Regions from separate parts of the Rattus norvegicus genome. Here region 2 is linked to region 1. Evidence: chromatin contacts called from public Hi-C data. All regions are on one chromosome and are shown on one strand. The core of a region is the stretch at or near the end of the contact, and the rest is flanking DNA. Distances in the headings are between cores, read along the strand shown.

What was found. A called contact is a pair of places that touch in the nucleus more often than the background predicts.
Region 2: a contact with region 1 is called in a Hi-C map of hepatocytes, with 2.1 times the contacts expected there. The contact joins the promoter of Ntpcr here to the promoter of Sipa1l2 in region 1. A contact is called at or near these places in 8 of 12 Hi-C or Micro-C datasets (the A7r5 cell line, frontal cortex, hepatocytes and 4 more).

The regions. Positions count from the first base shown.
Region 1 is chr19:70,434,317-70,440,339 of GRCr8, reverse strand. Sipa1l2 (signal-induced proliferation-associated 1 like 2) reads left to right here and starts at 2,567. Exons shown (of 23, transcript NM_001009704.2): 1 at 2,567-2,721.
Region 2 is chr19:70,595,874-70,601,935 of GRCr8, reverse strand. Ntpcr (nucleoside-triphosphatase, cancer-related) reads right to left here and starts at 3,120. Exons shown (of 5, transcript NM_001134573.1): 1 at 3,015-3,120; 2 at 1,133-1,295; 3 at 262-358. The coding sequence starts at 3,054.

The DNA.
Region 1 (6,023 bases), core at 1,318-3,817:
CCAAATGTTGCAGGTCCTGGCATTTGCTACTTTACTTACAAGGCCACACCCTGTTGTGAGAGGCTTCTACTGCGGTACACAGGGGAACATGTAAGACAAATGCCAACCACAAGCAAACAGGACTAACAGAGGAAGACAGCATCCTTGTGTGCATTACATAAGCAGAGACGCTGTGGCAGGCCAGAGGGCACGGCTGCTTCCCAGGCAGGCCCTGTGCCACCTCTTATTGGCACTGTCTCTTTATCTCCTCCTGTTTTAATTTTTTCCTTTTTTTTTTCCTGGAGCTGACGGTGGAACTCTGAGCTTTACACAGTCAGGCAAGTGCAGTTCAGCCAAGCTACACAACAGGCTCTCCTTCCTTTCCCAGCTGACAGCTCTGGCAAGGCCTTTGCTGCCCTCCCCAAAGTTGTTCTGCAGACACCAGCTCTCCTTGTGGGCACCAGAGCACCTCCCTGCTCTCAAACTGTTCCTTGTCCTGAAGCCTCCTATGGTGGCCACCAGCCCTTTGGGTCTATCATCAGACACTGAACTATGCACAAAACCAATACCCGTTTGTTCCAGATTATGACTGTTCGTTTGGAATAAAAGAAAGGCTATAAGAGGAAGGTTTTAGTAGAAAGGGAAAGGAGGAAGTAAAGGTGAGGCTCCATATCTTCACTAAGTTAGCCATTGGATTTTACTGCCCTGCCAGTATCCTTGTAGGTCAAATCTTGTGGCTCGTTAAGAAAATTAAACTGGCTTTACTGTGCTAAAAGGAAAACAGATACAAGCAGCAGGCAGGATAGCTGGCCAGCTCAACTCCTTGGATTGGCTGGCACGGCTTTGAAATCTTAAGAGTGATGTAGGAATTACTTCATCAGAAGTTTAAAAAAAGTGTAGAAGAATTGTAGGGCAAGGGTTCCTAGAGCCTGCTTCCTTAAGAATTCCCAAGGTAATGAGGTCTTTGAAGGGCAGGGAGGGAGACTTGGGGGACAGTGACAGGAGATGATGAACCTAGGATATAGCTCACACTACCTTTCATTTGCTTGAGAGATCGCTTGCAGTCATGCATGTTCACTGCGTGAATGCAATGCCCAGAGAGGCCAGAAGAGGGCGTCTGATTCCCCTGGAACCGGAGTTACAGATGGTTGTGAGCTGCCACGGGGAGCCTGGTACAGCAGCCAGATCCTTGGCAAAAGCAAGGAGTGCTCTTAACTGCCGAGGAATTTGGCTCACACTGGCTTTTAGACAAGCTCAGTTGAATACTACATGGTTGGTATTTTTCTCTGAAACTTCAGCAATCTCCTTATCCTCGCCAAAAGAGGCATTTTATATTTGTTTTCTGTCAGACACCTGAGCCCATGGCCATGCCCTGCCTTCCTCTCTGGTGCTGTATTCCAGTCTCTGCCTGGGTTTAACCTGCACCCCCCCCACCCCACCCCCTACCACCACCACTAACAGAGCAGGGGCTGATAAAAGGGCTTCCCAGGAAGCACAAGCAGCACGGGTCGTTTATCCCGTGTTTGTGGAATGCATACACAATTTCGCAAACACTAGGTATAGGGAGACCATCCGGAAAGACCTCAAAGTCTGGAAATCTCGGGAGCTTAGTAATGTCATATCCGGGTTGCCGGCATGTTTTACCAGGCCCATTCCTACGCGTTGTTCCGGTATTATAAAATAATACATAAGAAATTGGACAATGTGCACCGGGAGAAATACCGCTTGGGTGGGGGCCCACTGTTTAAACTTCATCAGGGTGTGTGCCCGTAGTAGGAAGCACGGCGAAGGGGAAGGAGAGATAACATTATTAACATTTATCTCTCCCAGGGAGGAGTTCAAAGTCCCAAACAAACCGGATCAGGACTCTGGGGACGCAAGGTGAAGCCGGCTCGGAAAATCCTGCCACTGGCTCTGGCCTTATTTACTGCTCCTCCCGCCTGTGCGGATGCAGGTCAGAACAGAGCCCAACGCAGGTCTTCTGCAGCGGGCCGCAGGTGAGGCTCCCGGCGGGGATAGACAGGGCCGGAACACCGAGAGCAGGCGTGGACTGGCTCTGGGCACAGGTTCCCCGGCCCGCGCAACTGTGGCTTGCACTTTTGCGTCAAGCGCGTCCCCCAGGCTTCACCAGGCTTGGCGACTCTCAGGGGTCCGGATATGGTGCAAGCATTGTAGGGCTGAGAGTCCACACCCGAAGAGCATTGGTCGCTCCGAGGGAGCCCCGGGTTGCGAGCACTCCGAAGCCGGTCGCCTGCCCCTGTAAGCTCAGGGCTCGCGCTCACTGCGACCGGGAGAACCGCTCCCCCGAGGACGCTCGCGCGCGCCCGACGGCGAGGGGCGAGTCTGGCCAGGAGGCGCGCCAGTGGGCGTGGGCGGAGCGCCCGGGGCGGGGCTTGTCCGACTGGCCAATGGGCGTGGGCGGAGCTCTAGGGGCGGGGACCGTCCGGGCACCGGCCAATGAAAGGGGGCGGCGCGCTCGGGGTGGGGCCTGTCGGGGCACCGGCCAATGGGCGGGGGCGGAGCGCGTGGGGGCGGTGCCGGGGCGGGCGGCGGCGGCGGGAGCCGGCTGCAGACGGAGCCGGGCGGCCGAGGACGCAGCGCGGCGCCTGGCGACAGCTCGAGCCGCGGGCGCAGCGGCCGCGCGGGGAGTGCGCCAATGGGTAGCGCGGGACGGCGGCGGGCGGCGAGGCCCTGGCTTCTGCGCGCCGGCCCTGGCGGGGCCCAGAGGACCGCCGCTCCGAGGTGCGTGCCCGGGGGAGGGGTGCGGGGTGCGTCCGATGGCGCGGTGCGCAGGGCGCGGGGACCGGACCTGCCGGGCTGCGCGCAACTTGCGGGCCGCTCCCCCGGGGCTCCCGCTCCTTTGTACGCGCGGGCTCGCGTCTCCGCGGGTGAGGACCGCGGTCCGGGAGCGACCGGCAGCGCCCGCACGTTCATTTGAGCCTGGTCGCAGTATCCCGAGGAATCAATTTCGGCTCGTCTCCCCGAGAGCGAGAGCAGAGGACAACTTGGCGTCACCCCTCGGGGAGACGTTTGTCGTCATTAACCGGCTTCGGCTACATTAATTCAGCCCCGGCCAACGTCAGAGCGGGCGAACGGACAGCAAGTGCGCCCTCAGGAATTGGGGCTCGGCGATACCTGATTTTGTTCAAAACAGGTCTTAGGCGCTTTGGATCCTGCTCAGAGTTGACTCGGTCTGCGCAAGGGTGGCTGGCTCTAAGAAAGAAGGCCAAGCAGCGAGGGGGGAAAGGGCAGAGTGAAAAACACCCCGAAACCCAAGTCACCCGCAGAAAACGGGGGGTCTTGATTATTCTCATTGGTTTTCCCAGTAACTTCAAAATAGTCCCAGAAATGTTCCTTTTGTCTGCGGTTTCACTTCTAAACTTTAACACTAGATGGCTTTCTTATGACGGGCATTTAATCCGCTGCCCGACTGAGTTTCCTGCGTCTGCAGCCTAGGCTGGGATTTATATTTATTTATTTAACGTCTTAACAAATTGGAACGAAAGGAAGAAACTATCCCAAACTGCTGCACTGTTTGAGACATACTACTCAACCCTGTAAGGCTTAAACTGGTTATTTTTTTAATTTTTTCCCCGAATATGGAAAGTGGGCTTTGGTCTCTAAAGATGAACGTGAGCGAGCTGCATTTTACTCCGCTCTGCATCGCGCGTTGACTTCTTTGGAGGATGTCGAGTTCTCGGGTGGGTTTGGTGATTACAGGTCGCATGGATTTCTGCGGGCTGTTAATCGCTGGCTGGGGTTAGTTTAGAGGTTTCCGGAACAGGCAGAGATGGGATCTAATACGGGTAGGGGGGGTGAGGGGTGGGGGGAACAGTCTATCTTCAATTTTGGGCTTGTGCAGGGCTGTTCATGCCTAAGGGTTGACCAGCGGCGTTTGAGGAAAGATCTGTAGCCCTGTGCGTCTGCCTGAGTCATACTGAGGATTGTGTCACAGACCTCTGCATTTCCTTCTCCCCTGGTGAGAGCTGGTTCGTCTTTTCCCAGCACTGCTCTTTAATGACTAGTACAGTCTAGTCATCAAACTAGCCCCTCTAGTTAACTGATCCAGTGGCCCCAGCAGGTTTTATGTTCTGGGTTAAGTACATTTTTTGTTTGTTTGTTTGCTTGTTTTGTTTTTTTGATTTTTGTTTTTTTTTTGTTTTTGTTTTGTTTTGGAGGGGGTCGGATCTGGGACGTAAACCTAGAGGCTTGGGTGTTTGGTAGACAAGCACCCTACCACTAAGCTACATTTCCAGCCTCGTTTATTGTTATTTCAAAACAGTCAGCCACTTTTTATTATTTTGAAAGAAGTCTCACTAAGCTGCTGAGGCTGACCTCACAGGGTAGCTCAAACAGGCTTTGAACTTGTGGTCCTCCCTGCCTCATGAGTGGCTTGGATGACAGGTGTGCTCTGCCACGCCCCAGTTCTTATTCAGTACTTTTGCTGTACAAGTTAACCTCACAGCTAGCCCGAGTCTTGCCCTAGTAGGCAGACTTATTAGCTAAAGAAATTGGAATTGGCCTTTATAGTTATTTCTTGTGGCTTGCCTGGCTTAAAATATGACATGTTAAATTTGTATGTTCTAAATTAAAGTGTATTCATAAAAAGCTGAAGGGGAAAAAGCCCCGACTGGGTAGATGTCTGGGAAACGTAAGGAAACTGGGAAGACTTTTCCTCAGTACCCACGTGCTACCTATAGATGGGGTGAGGTGAACTTGCATAAGAAGCCCGGTAGACATTTGCTCTGGAGGATGGAGAGAGTGTGACACAGTATCCAGTTAGGATGTGGGGGTGGAGCTTCCGCCTGGGAGTGCAGGCTGAGAGTTGGGCTGAGAATTGCACTGTCTGGCTTGAGTATGTATTTTTTAGAACATGATTTTGTTATTGTAAAACATTAGGCTTTTGTCAAGAGCATTTGCTTTAGTACTCTGTAACGCCAACTTTTAGCCTCACTAGTGGAATTATCATCTTAGTATGGAATATACATTTGGAAGGTGCAATCTCCCTCCCCCAATCTGATTTTGCCTGGGCTCTTTGATACCTGAGCTTAGTCACCTTTTCAGAGCTTGGGGAATCCTCTTCACCTGACAGAAAAGGGACAGTTGGTTAGACACTTAGATCTATTTCTGAAATTGAGGAGGTGTTAGTACAAATCGTTATTATCTGGTAATTGAAACTGGCTCGCCCATGCTGTGCACAGACCTCGCAACTGTGCTTCTGTTTACATGGGTCTGCCCTCACCCTTTGCCCCAGCAGTACTTGTTAACTCCAGCTTTAGGAAACCTGGAATTGATTCTTTAAACTTCTGATCTCTTTGTGGAGGGAGTTTCAGATATGTGTCTTTACAAAGACAATGAATTTTAAGAAAACTTGGACTATGATTGTTTACTTGAATGAAATGTGAAGTCAAGCCTTGCAGAATACAAAGACCTGAGGCCTAGATTCTCTTCCTGTGCGTACATAGGCATTTCCTTTATGGGTGAGGAGAAGGGGCGAGAACCTTGAGGAGTCATTCTCTAGTTTGCAGGTGAGTTTGGATAAAGTATAGAGCACATTTCCTTTTGACTCCAAAACTATCAGTTTCTTTCTCTCTTTTTTTCATTTCATTTTTTATTATTTAGTGTGTGTGTGTGTGTGTGTGTGTGTGTGTCTGTCTGTCTGTTTGTCTGTCTGTCTGTGTGCATGGCATGGTGTATGTGTAGGTCAGAGGGCAACTTATAGAAGTCAATTCTCTCCTTTCATCATGAGGGCTCCTGGGACTGAACTCAGGGTTGGCAGCCAGTGCCTTTACCTACTGAGCCATCTTACCAGTCCCTTTTGTTTCTTTATTGTTTAAAATACATGTATTAGAGCAATAAAAATGTCTCTCTGGCCAGAATGGTTTATACTTCCCGTGATTACGAGTTCTGCTAGATTCCATGTATTGTAAGTTTGTGTATCGTGAACCTCCTTATATGGATTTATAGTTGCTAGGTTTACCTTTGAAATCGGTGACTCAGGAATTGCTTTTCTCTGCCAATCGCATTTAGCTATGACCCTTTTA
Region 2 (6,062 bases), core at 1,871-4,370, 160 kb before region 1:
CAAGCAAGCTCTGTGCACCAGAACACAGGGACACAGACCTGCCTTAGAGCCTTCTGAACGGGAAATATTTTACACATGCTCTGGGCACATGACAGCTCAGGGGGACAGCAAATTGGACTGCCCAAGGCTCCGCGGCTGGAAGGCTTTATAAACCATAAAACAGCACCTGACTACAGGGGGAAAGCCATTGTGTTCAAGTGGCCAGCGAGTCCCACAATACAGAGGCTCCCCCGGCTCTCAGGACAGAAAACGTGTACTCACATTCCTTAGGACAGGTAGTACCAACTGCTCAAAAGAAGCCAGGTCCACCTCATACTGCCCCACTCGGCAGTCGGCCTTTCCAGGTAGAGGCTGTGACCTGAAAGAAGAGACTTTGTTGGAGGGGTCCCCACCGACGGCTCTCTGCACACACCCTTAACAATCTCCGTACCAAAGGTGGGAGTGTATAAGGTTGGACCCTCTGGGGTTTCTCTCCTGAATGTCAGCTCCATTCCGGCCAAATTCAGTCTTGTGGAGTAACCAACAGTGAGGTCCCTGCACCTCCAGTAAGCCCATGCACCACAGCACAAGAGCTGAACCCAATGTGGTGAGTCTCCTATCCTCACCCTAACTAATCGGGAGGCCGAGGCGAGAGAAGACAAGAGAACAAAAAGTTTAAGGGCTGTTTGGGCCATAGCTGAGTTCAAACCAGCTTGGGCAACTTAGACTTCCTCAAAATTAAAAAGTAAGCAAGGGGGTGTTGGGCATGATAGTGCGCGCCTTTAATCCCAGCACTAGGAGGCAAAGGCAGGAGGATCTCTAGGAGTTCCAGGTTAGCAGGGGCTACATAGCAAGACCTTGTATAAAAAACTAAGGTTAAAATTAAACAGAGGGCTGGGGGATATAACTTAGCGATAGAGGCTTGCCCACGACACTTCTGGGACTGGCCCCCATGCCAACTCCACGTTCTGTGAGACTCCCTGTCTCGGGGACTAGGGCAGAGAACAACAGAGCAGGACACCATGTGCCCCTGTTTGGCCTCTGTATGGACATATGGGCCACATGCATGTACACTCACACAGAGAAGAAATGCTCCCAAGAAGTACTGAGGCCAGGCTAGAGACAAAACCCCGCAGAAACAAAATACCAGTACCCAACTCTGGACAGAGGCCCCTGGGCACCAGACAGGGTGACGACATCGAATCCTATCCTCTTCCCTCCCTGCCTGACTTCTTGTGTGTAAAATCCATCTACAGGCAGCCCAGAAGACTGTAGGACCGTGATGGCTTTCTGGATCAAGGTTGTCTTGCCAACCCCTGAAAGAAACAAGGAAAGAAGACAGGTCGAGAGGTTTTTTACCTTGCCAAGTCCATCCGGCCTGCAAAAGCAATGGCTGGGAACAGAACAAGCTGGGAATGGCACTACCTGCCTGATTACCAGGGGTGAGGAATTTCCAACCCCAAGCAGAGGCAAGCACAGTGGTAAGTTTATTTCTAACACAGTCCCGGGATGTATCGGGGGCTTCCTTTCCTCCTAAACTTAAGCTCTGTTCTGGTTTAAATCTGAAGCATCCCTCCAGCCACACAAGTGTCTGATCAGGCAGATGGTCCTGAGTGGGGAGGTTGTTAAGCCTTTAGAGCAGGAAGCCTGGCTGCAAGGGTGGATCAGCGGTGGTGGGCCAGAGGGCTGCAGTATAATTTTTACAGATTTTAAGCAAAAGTAAGTTTGCGTCCACTGCAGATGAAGTCTAGAACAATACAGAACAAAAGGTCCCAGGCTTAGTTCCAGAGGGTGGAGTTCCCTGGGACTAGCCCCTTCAGTCTGCCTGCCTGTTGGTCTGTCATTCTTTTATTTAAATCCCAAACGCTGTCGCTGTCCCTGTCCCCCTCCCCCAGACACCAACCAAAGGTCTGTCACTTTCTTAACACTTCATTTCTGCTCTTATACTAAGCAGGCAGCACTTTTATTGTAAGAGGAGGAGAGTATATTTATGGACCAGCAAGATGCTTCAATGGGGTAAAGGTGTTTTTGCCTCCAAGCCTGAGGCCCACCTAGTGGAAGGAGAGAACCAACTCCCCAAAGTTGTCCTCTGACCTCCACACCTGCGCATACACTCACACACAGAAATAAATCTAATTTTCAAACTCCGTATACTCGTATTTCCAAAAAAACACACAGCAGCCCAGCAGCTCCTGATCCCAGAGGCTATCTCCTCACAGGGACCAGTATGTTAAGAACAGCTGATCAAAGCATAAAAAAGAAGCACGTGGGTCAGAGCCCCTCCCCAACCTCCCTTGTGCCTCTTCAGCTCTAGCAGAAGGCTGCTTGGGCTGAGTGAGTAACCAGAGAGTCCCCTCTAAGATGACTTACAGCTGCTGGTCAATATTTGGGAAGAGGCAAGGATGCTGACAAAGGATGCTTTCTTTCATAAGTCTCGATACTTGCTAGAGAGGCTTGGAAAGCCAAACCGTTTGGGGATAATTAGTGATAAGCAAACCAGCAGGCAGAGTGCACAAAAGCCTGGGGACTCCAAAGACACACCGGAGTGAAGTGAGGCCTGCGGCGCAAGGGGCAAACTAACTCGAAGACAGGAGGCAGGGGTGTGGTGCGAATCAAGGACTGACAGCTCTCCCTGGCTCTGGGTGGGGGTGGGGGTAAGCATGTGAGTCCGGTGTTCACTAAACCTCTCCTGAACATAGGTATGGACGATGGCTCCAGATGAACTCCACAGCAGGAAGCTGGGGACACAACTGTACACAGATTTCAAATGTAGGGCAGGCTGTGCAAGGCTGGCGCGCCTCCTACAACGGTCCTCTGCTCCCTCCCGAAGCCTCTGCCTGCTCAACTAACTCCAAAGAGTACAGCTGGGCCTCAGAGACCGGTGACAACCGATACTGGGGGACCTGAAACCAGTGCTCCGCTGTCCTCCTGGCCTTCTTTCCCGCCGGGCTGCAATACACCAAGCCAGGCCGGAGACCTAAGAGAGAGATCCAGGCACACTACCTCCCCGCCAAGTCCCGCAGGCCCCAGGTCACCTGGGGACCCGGTGAGGAACACATGCTGCGCCATGTGCATGGGGGTCCTGGTGCGGGCTGGTCCGGTTATACCTGCAGGCCAGGCCCAACCCCTTACGCTGAAGGTCACGCCCCTGCCGGCCGCGAAAGCACCGCCCCGTGGTCGCGCATGCGTTTCCACCTCCCCGCCCCCTCCTAACACACACGACGCATGCGCGTTCGTCCCTGCTCCTGGTGCTATATGGCAGCGGCTGCCTGCAGGCTCTGGGAACGATCCTGTGTGCCAGACTCACCTGAGATATCTGCACGGACGCATGCGTGGGAATGCCAGATTCTTTGCTATTGCTACTTAAGTATCTGAGTTCTGTAATTGAGACCCTCCACCCCAGGCTGCAAGTTAGCTCCTGTGTAGCAATAGAAACCCTCCTTAAAGGAACAGCCCTTGGTGGGATTTGAACTCCATGTACAGTGTTCACTTGGCTGTGGAGCAGTCAGCAGTCAACCTCAGTTTATCCTGGCATCCACCTCCTGAGATGAGTATCTGAGATAAGGTAGCAAGGGTCTAGTTTAAAGGTCTGATTTAGTTTTTTATTGCAACCTGGATGTAGAAGGAGCCTCCAGCTAGCTGAGCTGAGCGGCAGAAAGGGCTGGGGAAAGTAGAAACAAGAACAAAAGGGGGGGAGGTCCCTCTGCGAAGTTCTCTCCTTACATGGTTGAAATAGAACTTCCACACTGAGTTCATTCAGTTGACTGGGATGCCCCTGCTTGGGGGAAACTAGCCCAAAGCAGTTTTTTCAAAGCTCGATTTGATGGTCACCCTTAGTGTTAGTGACTGATTCCATTCCGGCCTGGTCTGGACTGCTAGGGTCTTGATTAGCAGCTTGGCCCAAAACAATGGCCTCCTGTAGACTGGAATAACTGGCGTTGGTCCTGAGAACCGCAACCTGTTTGCAGGAGGTTTTCAAGCCCGCCCAGGTTGCTGCCCACAGACTTCCTATCCCCAACCATGCCCCGAAGCCCCCACCTCTGCTTCATACCTCCACTCCTGACTGCTAACCAACAACCTCCTATGGCTCTCCCCGAGAGACAGTAAGCCGATCCTCATCTTAGTCGAGAGATTCATTCCACCAGCAAATGAAGTGGCAGTGGCCTTGGGCCCAATGTACCTGAAAACCCTTTCAGTCGAGCATGTGTCCAGCTGGGCTTGTGCTCCGTCACCCTCCATCCTGGATGAGAAAGCCATTTCCAGGAATCCTTACCCTCACTGGTTTGTGTATGTAACACGCACACACGCACACACACGCAAGCGCGAGCGCACACACACACACACACACACACACACACACACACGCACAGGCAAGCGCGCGCGCACGCACACACACTCTTTTGGACTCCCTTCAGCAACAAATGCCAATCTAACAGCTCAGTTTCCCGCTGTTTAAAAAGAAATTGCCTAAGAAGATTGGCAAGAACCACACCTGCCACTGTCACCCCAGCACTGTGGACAGCCCTGTATTACTCTAATGGTGTATCACTTACTATCCCGATGGGTAACCTGCCTCCCACCTCTTGCACCTGCATGCAGTCACCCCTAGGAGAGCCTATCACACAGAGAATACATGTATAGACTCCTAAGTGCTTCTCAAATCCAAAACATCCATTTTAGATATTAACCCTCTAGCACTTTCCACCACTGGCAAGAGGTCTGGAATTGTAAGGCTTGCTGGGGGTTGGGTTGTTTCCCGTACCTCGGTGCCAGATGTAGAGAATCAATATCAGAGGAAACAAAGAAAATGTCTACATAGATGTGCAGGGCCCTGGGCGCTCTCCCTCTCCCCTCTCATTCTCTCTTTAAAGACAGGATCTTTCTGTAGCCCAGGCTAGCTCAAGCTTCTCCTCCCTCGGTGTCCTCGGTGCCGCCTCTGAACCGTCTCCCATATCTCACCAGTGGTATTGGCCAGTGTTCATACAGAGCTGTGGCAAGGCTCAGTTCAAAGAGCTTTGTAAATTATACCAAACTCACAGAGAAACTCTTGCACACAGGGGAGGCTTGCCCAGGGCTACATCATCCATCCAGGAACACTATCCTTGTGTCTATGCAGCCTTTTCTCATGAAAATGTCTCTAAGCCCATCTGTGCTAATTACTATTCTCATTGCTGGCTCAAATACCTGACCGAAGCAGCACAAAAGCACAAAGGAGGAAGCTTTTGGGGGGGCACTCACCATGTGCAGGTACAGTCAGTCCAGTCCATGGTGACAGGATGTCTCAGCGACAGGAACATGAGGCAGCTGGTCAGAATGCATCTGCAGTCAGAAGCAGAGAGAAAGGGATGCTGGGAATGTGGTCAGGCCCTGCTGTTCCCAGAATCATCTGCATGGTATATAACACAGGAAAGGGGAGTTGAGCTTGTCCCCACGAGAGGACTGGAGTCTCCCTCTCCCACCACTCCCAGGTGAGGTAGTCCTCTACTTAACAACATGTTAAAGAGTCTGCAGGCAGACCGTGTGACACGAGACCTTTGAAAGTCACAGATAGCCAACACGATGTGATTCCCTCCCTGGGTCCAATGTCACTGTACTTTAAAGCCGCATCTGTCTGAGACCCAGTGGGATGGGGGTGGACTTGTGTGTGTGTGGATGTGGACAAGCATGTGGAGGCCAGAAGACAGCCTCGGCTCTCATTCTCAGGTGCTAACCATATTGGGTTTTTTGGGACAAAGTGTTTCACTGGCTCAGAATTTGCCAGGTAGGCTAGGCTGCCTGTCCAGGGAGCTCTAGGCATCTGCCTATGCCACCTCCTCAAGCTAGGATTATAGCCACGCCCCCTTTCTAAAGCCCTGAGTTCTGGAGTTTGGATCCTGGTTCCTAACTTTACGATATAACCACTTCAGCAGCTGAGCCTCTCTTCAGCCGACTCGGGGCACTTCAGAGCCTGCTCTGTGTCTTGGCTTTACAGTTTTACACAATCCGATGAAACCTGAGATTCTGGACTCCTGATTTCTGCCACCCCAGTGTGATATTGATCTGACATGGGTAGAAGGATCCCTTCCTAAAGCCCCTACCTCCAG